Regions from separate parts of the Gossypium hirsutum genome. Here region 1 is linked to region 2. A link is a contact called in public Hi-C data. All regions are on one chromosome and are shown on one strand. The core of a region is the stretch at or near the end of the contact, and the rest is flanking DNA. Distances in the headings are between cores, read along the strand shown.

Region 1 (5,277 bases), core at 41-2,540, 280 kb after region 2:
TTTCCAATGATGATCTTATACATTTATTCATAAGTAAAGTTTTCCATGAGTGTCAAACACACTGAAAATATAAGGATGACATCTTCAACACTATTAAACTCTCTACTTCTTTCTCCAAGTTCCACGAGTAGATGATTATGCAGAAATGCTTCTTCATTTTATGCATAACAAGATTAAAACACGCAACATTTAAAGGTTAAATATGTCAACACAATCTTTGACTGCTTTAAACCTATTAGTCTAATTGTTCGAATAGGAAATAGGGTTAACATCAAAAATTAAAATCAAAATCATAACAAGATTAAAACACGCAACATTTAAAGGTTAAATATGTCAACACAATCTTTGATTGCTTTAAACCTATTAGTCTAATTGTTCGAACAGGAAATAGGGTTAACAGCAAAAATTAAAATCAAAACCAAAGTTCCAGATTTAATTCCCCCCGAAGATTCAGTGTCTCAAAATCAAAATAAAAAAACCGTTAACAGCAAAAATCAAAATCAAAATCAAAATCAAAAAGCAAAAAGCAAAAAGCAAAAAACTACTTCGACATAAACTAGGGTTAACAGCAGCAAGCTCACCTTTGAAATTCAAAGGTAGAAGACGTAGAAGCACCGTTAGAGCAGAGGTGGAGCTGTGGAGGTGGATTTTTGAATTGGGTGGAGCCGTGGAGGACTGGAGGTGGAATGGTGGATCTGTGGAGGTGGATTTTCGAATTGGGGAAAAAAAGGGAGGAGGGAATGGCTTAGGGATTTTTATCAGATGCATGCGGAAATGGGAAATGGGAAATGGGGAAGGGAATTGGGAAATGGGAAATGTATTTTAGAAATTAAAAAAAAATATTTATTATATTCGGGCCAGGCCGAGCCCGGGCCAAAAAATTTTTGCCTAAGGCCCGGTCCGTTTTCTAAACGGGCCTCTTTTTTGTCCAAACCTATATTTCGGGCCTACATTTTTACTCGAACCCTTTCATATTTTGGGCTAGCCGTCGGGCTGGGCTGCCCGGCCCATAATCACCTCTAGTATTGATACATAAATTTGAAGTGTTTTTATATTTATGTTGGAGTTATCACACTTTTTTTTGTTTTTTTTTTGTCATAGTATGGTATTTTGATTATTAAGTTCAAATTTAAGAACGATGCTAGTCATTTAAGTGGTGGAAAACTAAAAATTCGTAGTGGAGTGGTAAACCTTCTGTGCCAAAAACTTGAACGAGATTTTTGAAGATGATTTGTCCATGAAAAATAAGCCACTAAATGGCATTACGTCTGTGACCCGTGACTTCGCATTCAACCACATGTGAAGTACCTTTCCACAAGTCAAGGTCAGCACCCTTGTATCTCTTGGAAATTTTGTAACCCCCCTCCTTCCTCTTCTGTTAAATTTCCAACCCAACCCCAATTTTTGTCTCCTCAATCTATCTGACCTTCTCACTCTGTTTTTATATGTACATATAAACCCTTTTTCACTTTAAACCAACTATTCACTCATTCTTCCATGGATGCCTTCTTCCTTTCACCATCTTCCTTCTCCATCTTATTCCTTTTAACTATTTTCCAGCTGTCTTACGCCCGAGATGATTTCCACTTTACTTCATGCGCTCCATTTGATTGTGGAAACCTTGTTAATATTTCATATCCTTTCTGGACCCATCAATATAATCGACCTTCATATTGCGGTTACGGTGATGAAGGGTATAAGCTGAAGTGCAGGCAGAATCAGCCCCCTGTTATGACGCTCAGTTCCCAAGAATTCTATGTGCTGCATCTCAATCGGTCTCATGGTTTGTTGACAATCAAACGAGTGGAATTAAACAACACTTGTCCTCAGCCGATTTTGATGAACAATGCTTTTAATTATACTGAAACTGCTGAAAACATTACGCTGTTCTACGACTGCCGAAGCAGGGGAGGTCCGAATCATCGTTTCAGTTGCAGAAAGGGTGGAAAAGAAACTTCCCTCATGTTCTTTAAGGAGGATGAAAATGAATGTATTGGATACAGTGAACAAGTTGAAATTCCTATTGGGAAAAAGGCCTTTGATGATCTGATTGGCGGAATCAGCACTGTTAATGAAAGTTTAGTCCAACCCTTTGATATTAGATACTTTGCAGACGATCCTTATTGCGAACACTGCAAGGATTCTGGCGGAAGATGTGGATACAACCGAACTGTAACCTCTGCATTTGTCTGCTATTGTCGTGATAAGCCTTATATACTTGAATTGAACCAAGGTACGGTATACCTGTTTCTTTTAACTCTTCCTGAATCGTTAAAACACCCCGTTGAATCATTGTTCAGAAACATGGAATCCAGTTGATATCCAGTCGTCTTTCTCTGCTGTTTATGACCCAGAATTAACCCCAGCTTTGGGTTCTTAATTATCCAATCTTTTATATCACTTTTCTGTATTATTGCCCTCTTTTTTACAACCTTATTATGCAAACTCGCACTATAACCCGACCTATCGAGTCATGTCGTGATACATGATCGGAAATTGTTCTGTTTGGATATGAAATAGGGTAGCATTACATTATAGGCAAGTTTAGGATACCATTAATCAACTTCAAGCGTGGGAACAAAATAATAATATCTTTTCTTTGGGTTGTTACATGTTTCGCTTCTGTTTCTTTTCATAGTTGAAATTGGGACTATTCGTGGGTAAAAATATCATGAAAGCTTAAGTACTATTAATTAGGTTGTATTTTATCTCTTTCTATTAAAAAAATAGATAAGTTAGTTTATTTATATTAAATTACGTTAAATTATAGAGCAAAACAATATTTTCAGTTAAAAATTTATCCATTTGTACTAATAAAAATTAACATGATTAATGAAATAACGAAAAGTAACACGTAATTAGCCACATGTACAGTATGTTAATGTATAAGAACCGATTTTAAACAATAGAAATTAATGAAATTGTTAATTTGATTAATTTACACAGTGAAATCTAACTTCTCCATGATACATTTATTATTATTTATCCCATTTTCCATATAATATGCATTTAATTTCTCTAAAAAAGACAATTTCTTTCTATTTCAGGCCGGCGTGGTTCTAACTTGGGAAGGAAGCTTGCAATCGGTAATATACTCCCCTGATTCTTTTAATTAATTTATAATGTTACATGTCTTTTACATGATTTTACGCATTTATTTTTAATTAATTTTTAAATAATATTACAATTAGTTGTTACTTATTGTTTTAATTCATTATTCAAATTATTCAACATAATTAAAATATATTAACTTATTTAAGAATTGAAATATAATGACAAAATTTGAAATCATAATTAAAACATTTGTACCATATTCAGTGTACAATATAGTTTAATTTCATTTAATTGATGCAAAGTAATATTATTCAAAGATAGTGCTAATAAAAAAATTCCTAATCATCATTAAAGCAGTTGTATAAACTATTAAAAAATAGAAAAATATTTGATACACTATCAGTATAGTTTTTAGACTATCCAAATAGGGCCAATGGTTGACAAGTCTCCTATAAGGGTATAATAAAATATTTAAAAAATTATTTAAAAAAAAAGACATGAAAATTTATTAAAATTTTTTTGAATAAATAAAATACGCTGCCAATATACTAAATACTAACCTAAAAATTTTGACATATTATAAATTAAACTATTCACTTTTTAACTTTTCAATTTTTTTAATAGTCAATAAAGTTAATATAAATATAAACATATTAGATTATATAAATGTATTATAAAAATTTATATGAAAAATAAACTTACTTATTATATAAATAATTAAATTTTACTATTTAAAATTAAAGAAATATTTTGTTCTTTTTTACATTTTTGATGAATACAAACATAGTAATTTAAATATAAAGTTTATAAATAAAAATATTTAACATTATAAATTAAGTAACCTAATCAACAACAAAAACTATATTGATTGGTTCAAAACCTATTTTTGTTGCTTCCATGAGCATGAAATCTATGCTATTAATAATGGGTGTGAGCAGCTTTTTATTTTTGGCAGTTTTTTTTTGTGAGAAGCTTTTTATATTGGTTAAGTTTCAAAATTTTTTAAAGTTATTATAATGTAACAATTTTTTTTAAAGTGATGCATGTGATATTAAAATAAGTTAAAAATGTAAAAATAAATATCATTACAAGTATTTAAAAATTATTATTTATTAAAAATAATTGTTCAATTCAAAATTTTTTATAATTCAATTTATATATTAAAAAGTTTATTTTTCACCTACAAAGTGAGTGTGATTAGAGCTAGCAAATGGGCCGGCACGAATCGAGTTTGCTTCGAATTCGGATTTTCTCGAGCTTGGATCAGTTCCGGCTTGAATTTTCTTGGGTTCAGATTTCTTGGGCTTAGGCCCTTTCAGACTTAAATTTTTTTGGGCTCAAATCGAGTCGGGCAAGATTTGACAAATTCAAATAATTTTGCATTTTATATGTTATAAATATTTTAATTTCAAATGTAATAATTCATTTTACTTTTATATGATGATAACACAATTAAATTTTACCTTATAAAAAGAAGTACAATGTAAGAAAAGCTATTATCAATACTAAAAGCTAAGAATCAATAAAAATAATTAAAATGACTAGTAAATTACCTGAAAACAAACTCATCCAATATTCGAGTGAGCCTAATTTGACATATCAAATTACGACATATCAATAACAAATAATAATCATTATATAGTAAGCATAGTTAACTTCACTAAAAATAAAATAACTTAAATTGAATAAGACTTGTTAAAATAATCTTACATAAAAAATTATAAATGATTAACTTTCTCTTGGTCTAATTAGGTTACTATTTAAGCCACGTAAATAACCTTATATTCACTTTGTAGGGAAGTTGTGAATGAACTCTTTTATGTTATGCCATGGATAAATAACAAATTTCTCAATCGCATTTCGTTAATCACCCTTGATTTTCCCTTGGGATTCTGCTTATATGACAGCTTTTGGTGGCGGATCAATTAGTTTACTAGTCACCTGCATCATCGCATTCTATTTCAGAAGAAGGATGCCATTCATTATCGCAAGAAATTCTTTTTGGAAGTTCACAAAAAGTGATACGAATATAGAGGCTTTCATAAGAAATAATGGAACTTTATCTCCCAAAAGATATAGTTACTCAGATGTCAAGAAAATAACAAAATCATTTAAAGAAAAACTTGGTAAAGGGGGTTATGGAACTGTGTACAAAGGAAAGCTACTAGATGGCCATCTTGTTGCTGTTAAACTTCTCAATACAACCAAAGGAAACGGTCAAGA
Region 2 (5,314 bases), core at 71-2,570:
ACTATATTGTATATTTAACACTAATAGATATTCAACACTAATAAATATAAACTTTTAACAACACTAACATATATTAAAAAATGTCATAAACTATGCTCAACAACAATCCCAACAATCTGTTGTATATTTAACACTAATAGTTAGTAGATGTTAATGTATCAGTACATGAATTATAATATCATGGAAAAAATACTTACAAAGATTGAAGAAGATATATGAAGATTGCATAATATATAAAAGATAATAGATAGAAGAAGATAATAATACTCAATAAAAATTGTTGAATAAACTCACTATTCTAATTTGCCATGGTGTCAAGGTATATGTATATACATAATTTCCATCCTCCCCCACCTTTACCATTACTATTTCACTTACATGTTACTCAGACACTACATTGTTCCATCATCTCCAAATAGCATTTTGTCTTGTTCTACCATCTCAACCTTCTGCCTTGTTCCATCATTTCCAAACAATTTTCTTTTGACCTAGCCATCGCATTTTTCAACCTCTCACGCATGCATGAGAAAACTATATTTCTCAGCCTTCATGTGCTCCTTCATTGTGCATACATGCAAGGTAAATAGTTTATACACTAAAGTCGACACCTCCAGGATATTACTACCATTGACGTCGACTTTTCGAGATGTCAACTTTGAAGTCGGTCCTCTAATATGGACTTCACTTCTCCCTTTTGTAAACTGACTAGTTTGCCAAATAATTCAACAAATCAACTATATAACTAAGGGTGGAGGGGGTAGGGCCCTTAACCCACAAAATGAAAAAAAATGATTCTTTTAATCTCAAAATTTATAAGATTTTAAGTTAATATCAATGTTGTTTGAACCAAACCAAACTGGCCAATCGGATCGGGAATCGACCCGGAAAGGGTTTTGAACTAGTTGACCTAGGTGAAAGACCGGTTGAACTAGATTTTTTTTAATATTATTATTACTTAAATTTTTAATAATTTTCTAATCAAACCCATTATACCGATTGAATCAACGAATCAATAGTCTGATCGGTCCGACCAACGATTCGATTTAGAAAACATTGTTTAATATAAGTAAAATTATTAGTTGCCTTCCAAATACTAAAATTTTGGTTTAATCCTTTTAAAAACTATTATAATATAAACTAATTATAATATAAACTAATATAATAAAAAATTATATTTTAACTCATAAAAATATACAACATAACCTCTAACCCTACAAAAAATTTAATGACTTCCCTCGTGTGTGTGTGTGTGTGTATAGTAAATTAATTTTTTCAACTCATACAAAAAAAAAAAAGCCTGGGCTAAGCCTAAGACCTCTTTTTAAGGTCGATTCCATTTTAGTGGGCTAATACCTTTCAAAACCACATCGCTATAAGTTCTCAGACTGAAGCCGAAAACCACTCCCTGATCTCTGTTGCTTGCTGTAACACTCGGCGGAGACAATGGCGGGAAAGCAAGTTGCTGACGAAGGTTTGCCAGCCAACATTGCCGGAATGTCGAAGAACCAGCTTTATGATATTATGTCAAACATGAAGGTACTCTCTCTTTCTGTTTTCTATTTGGTTTCAAAATTTTATTTTCGTTTCTTCCAAACGCCACTTCCTCAGCCGTTAAATCTAATTAGTGGTTTTTCCTTCTTTATTTTGGGTATATACAGACACTTATAGAACAAAACCAGCAGCAGGCGAGGGAGATCCTTATCCAAAATCCTCTCTTGACGAAAGCCCTTTTCCAGGTTTCCCTTTTCTTCTTTGTTTATTTACTTTTCAAATATGAAAAAAACTCCCTTCTTCCTTTGTTTTAATATTGATACTAGTTATGTGCATGACTGACTGTTGATTGATATTACTATTAGCATCGCGTAACCCTTTAGCTTTACACTCTCTTGATATCCCTTGTAGGCTGAAGTTGTAATTTTTTGTTGCCTTTTCTTGGTATAGAGGTTGATGTTAGCTTGTCACTAGGAATCAAGCATTTCGGAACCTTTGTATGGACAATTAGGTCTCTGGAGTTAGCTTTGTAGTAATGAGATGCGTTTAGTTCTAGTTGCAACTCAAAATAAGAAGTTGCTAACCATCTTTCTTGATGGACTTGTTCTAGAGTGCTGCACAGCTTGATGGGTTAATTACCCTTCTTTTGCTTTAAATTGCATCTACTTTTTAGATGGTGTACTGTTGATTTAGTAGCTTCCATGCCTGACTAGGTTTCTTTGATTATTCTTGTTTCTTCAGGCTCAGATTATGCTCGGAATGGTTAAGCCCCCTCAAGCGGTATGCTTTTGATCTCTGTAATATCATCCTTGAAATTATGTTTAGGGACTGTGCTAGTGTACTTACTGTTTGTGTTTAGATTCCAGCTATTCAGCCACCTGCATCACAACAATCTCAGCAATCAGTACAACCACCCCCTCAGCCAAATATCCAGCCAGCACATTTGTTGCCAGGTCAAGTTCGCTTGCAAGAACAAGCTGCTCCATCCCAGATCCAAGCTCCTGTAAGGAAACAGCATCAAAACCAAGCTGGGACAAGAATCTCCGTTGCTTCTGTTCCTGCTGCAAATCTTCAGTCTCAATCCATACCACCACATTCCCTACAGACACCACAGCAAACAAAGGTCCATTTGAATCCTCCAATGTCTCTTCCACATTCCTCCCAACTCCCAAATGCACCTCAACTTCCTCTGCAGTCACCTTTACATCCTCCTGCTCATCATCAAACCCATATGTCAACATCCTCTAGCCAGTTGCAGCAGTCATTTCAAACAACTGGAATTCCTCATATGCATCAGCAGCCACCAATACAACCACAGGCACGACTTTCATCAGCTCCGAGTTTCCATCATCAGCATGCCCCACAAATGGGTCCTAATGTTGGTTTCCAACACCCTGGTGCTCAGCATCTTTCACAGCCGATGTTCCATGTAAGTCAAAAGTTGCAGTTTGGAAGTCAGTCTTGGGTGTCTCCTTCATAACATATTCTGCAATAATTTCTCTTATTTTTTGAATTACTCAGTCAGGTAATAGACCTCCTAGCCTTGGACCTTCGTTTCCACAAGGGCAGCCACCGCGTGCAAATCAGCTGCCAGCTCAATCAGTGTATCAAAATCAGGTATGTGCAAATTTTAGTTGTTTGATGTGTTTTGGTTTTATCACTTAGTGGACCATTCTAATTGGGTTGATTATTAAAAAAAATGAGTTCATTTTTTTAATCACGCTAGTGGTTTAAGTGGCAGGCTATAAACATTCCATAGTTTACCTCGTGTGTGTAATAGATTATTTTTTGTCTCTCTGAAAAAGTCTGACAAATATCTGCCTTGTTATTCACACCACTGCTAACAGATTGTTGAACTGATTGGCTTCGGGCTTCATTAAAATTGTGAAAATCTGTTTTTGAGTCCCTTTTCCTTGATAATTCTTGTACATGTAGATGAAAACACAATTGCAAGTTAGAAGTGCACACAATTGTGATTGCAATAGTAGTTAGGTGGAATTTATGTACTTCAAGGTGGAGAAATGTCTGATTACATGTGGTATCTCTTCCACTGCACACATGTCAATAAGGGGAAATGTATTTGTAGCTACCATTGAGCAGAGCTTGCTGTCTTTGAATGATTAAATTCGTTCAGCTAGCTATGTAAGTTAGAGTTCTGGCTCAGGCTGGAGTAATTATAATCCATTGAATGAGGTGAAGAAAGATTATGAGTTTGTAACTGGTCTTGATTTAATAAAAGGTAAAGCTTTAATAACTGAATTAAATTATCCTTAACATGCAAGATGGGCTCATTGTTTTCAAGTTTGCTCTTTAGTTGCTTTTACAATTTGTGTGCAAGTAGTTAAATTATTTTCTTTTTTTTTTTTAGTTATTGTTTTTGTTACATTACCACCAAAAGCAAAAAGAAGTAAGAAAAGTGTTTTGGATACCAATTAAAAAAGGTACTTCTGAAAGAATAAAGGTTAATAATAACATTATAAGGAAGCATGATTTTAGTTTTGCATGGGGCTAAAAGATATGGATTAATGTTAAATTTAAAGTTACTTATATTTAATCAAATATGGTTTGTTTTTTACTATAAGTCATTTTTAATCAAATATTTTTACTATTCAAACTTTACTAATTTTTGAGTAATCAAAGAGCAAATAATGAGATCTTAATGAGGAAAGCTACATATTAACTGGAGTTTTAGACTCCTGCACTTGATTTTCAATTTTTAGTTGAAACAAAAGTTCCATCTCTAATGTAATAGTATCCTGTGGGAAATGTCTATGGCTTATTAGACTCTGCCAATTGACAACATCTTTTGTATGTGTTATGGTTATTCTTTCAGGCAGGAGCCTTGCATTTAGGATCCGAGTTTGGCAACCAAGTAGGAGGTTCGATGCAGGCAGATAGAGGATCTTCGTGGACACCTAGTCAACCAGATAATTCAACACTAACTCAGTTGCAAGGACCCTCACCATTGGTTTCCAGTCAGATGGTTCCAGGAAATCAGCCCCCTCGTCCTGCATCGGTGATTATCCAAACTTTTGAGTTTCATACAAGCAAATAGAATTGGTCAGTAGTTTGAGTAGTTCCATTAACAGTTTCCATTGGCTCTTTATAGTTGACTCCTGAGATGGAGAAGGCGTTACTTCAGCAGGTGATGAGCCTCACTCCGGAACAGATTAATCTCTTGCCTACAGAGCAAAGGAATCAAGTGCTTCAGCTCCAGCAAATTCTGCGCCAATGACAAGACTCTACTTCAGCTATGTTTGCATGCCATATACTGATAAAAGAAGACAAATCTCAGCTGACTAAAATTGATTGATTTGCTGCTTTAATTCAGCTGCCAATTCAGTATTCATCTCCTTTGAGCCTGCCTTGTTTATTTATTTGTAGGTTGATAGCTTCTGAAAGTTGAATTCTAGGGGCAGATTTGAAGGCCCTAAATTTCTTTCATGTGTTGTTTGTACTGTGATGATGTAGTATCTTTTTCTGCCGCTGTTTATTTGGCTTAAGCTAATCAAAATTGAAAACTAATGTACACTTCTGGACGTAGGAATGTGACACTCGAGTGTATATGTTGCCTAATTATGTATCATATTTGTGTTAACAACAAAATATGAAAGTATAATAGAACCAAGTGCTTTTCTGATGGGAAGGAGAGACTATATGCCCCTGGCCCCAATCGAGACAATTAAATTGCATCCCTTCGCTTGCTGTGAGTTCAGAAACCGGATCAATCTGGCCATGCTTGCTTGAGCTCGCATTTTTAGGTCAAATTCTGTCATTACTATAATCTAGTTTGTTCACTTTCAGTTTTTGTATGTTTTTTACA

The links. Hi-C and Micro-C count contacts between places; a contact is called where the count stands out from the background.
Region 1: a Hi-C map of leaf shows a contact between it and region 2, with 2.0 times the contacts expected there. The contact joins the promoter of LOC107891991 here to the promoter of LOC107892032 in region 2. A contact is called at or near these places in 2 of 34 Hi-C or Micro-C datasets (leaf and petal).

The regions. Positions count from the first base shown.
Region 1 is chrD09:25,655,163-25,660,439 of Gossypium_hirsutum_v2.1, forward strand. It overlaps LOC107891991 (LEAF RUST 10 DISEASE-RESISTANCE LOCUS RECEPTOR-LIKE PROTEIN KINASE-like 2.1), which reads left to right and starts at 1,291. Exons shown (of 3, transcript XM_016816940.2): 1 at 1,291-2,233; 2 at 3,048-3,086; 3 at 4,962-5,277. The coding sequence starts at 1,498. LOC107891992 reads right to left here and starts at 1,208. Exons shown (of 3, transcript XM_016816941.2): 1 at 582-1,208. The coding sequence starts at 768.
Region 2 is chrD09:25,378,134-25,383,447 of Gossypium_hirsutum_v2.1, forward strand. It overlaps LOC107892032 (cleavage stimulating factor 64), which reads left to right and starts at 1,321. Exons shown (of 7, transcript XM_016816997.2): 1 at 1,321-1,536; 2 at 1,659-1,736; 3 at 2,233-2,271; 4 at 2,351-2,920; 5 at 3,013-3,108; 6 at 4,325-4,507; 7 at 4,601-5,016. The coding sequence starts at 1,444. The coding sequence ends at 4,726.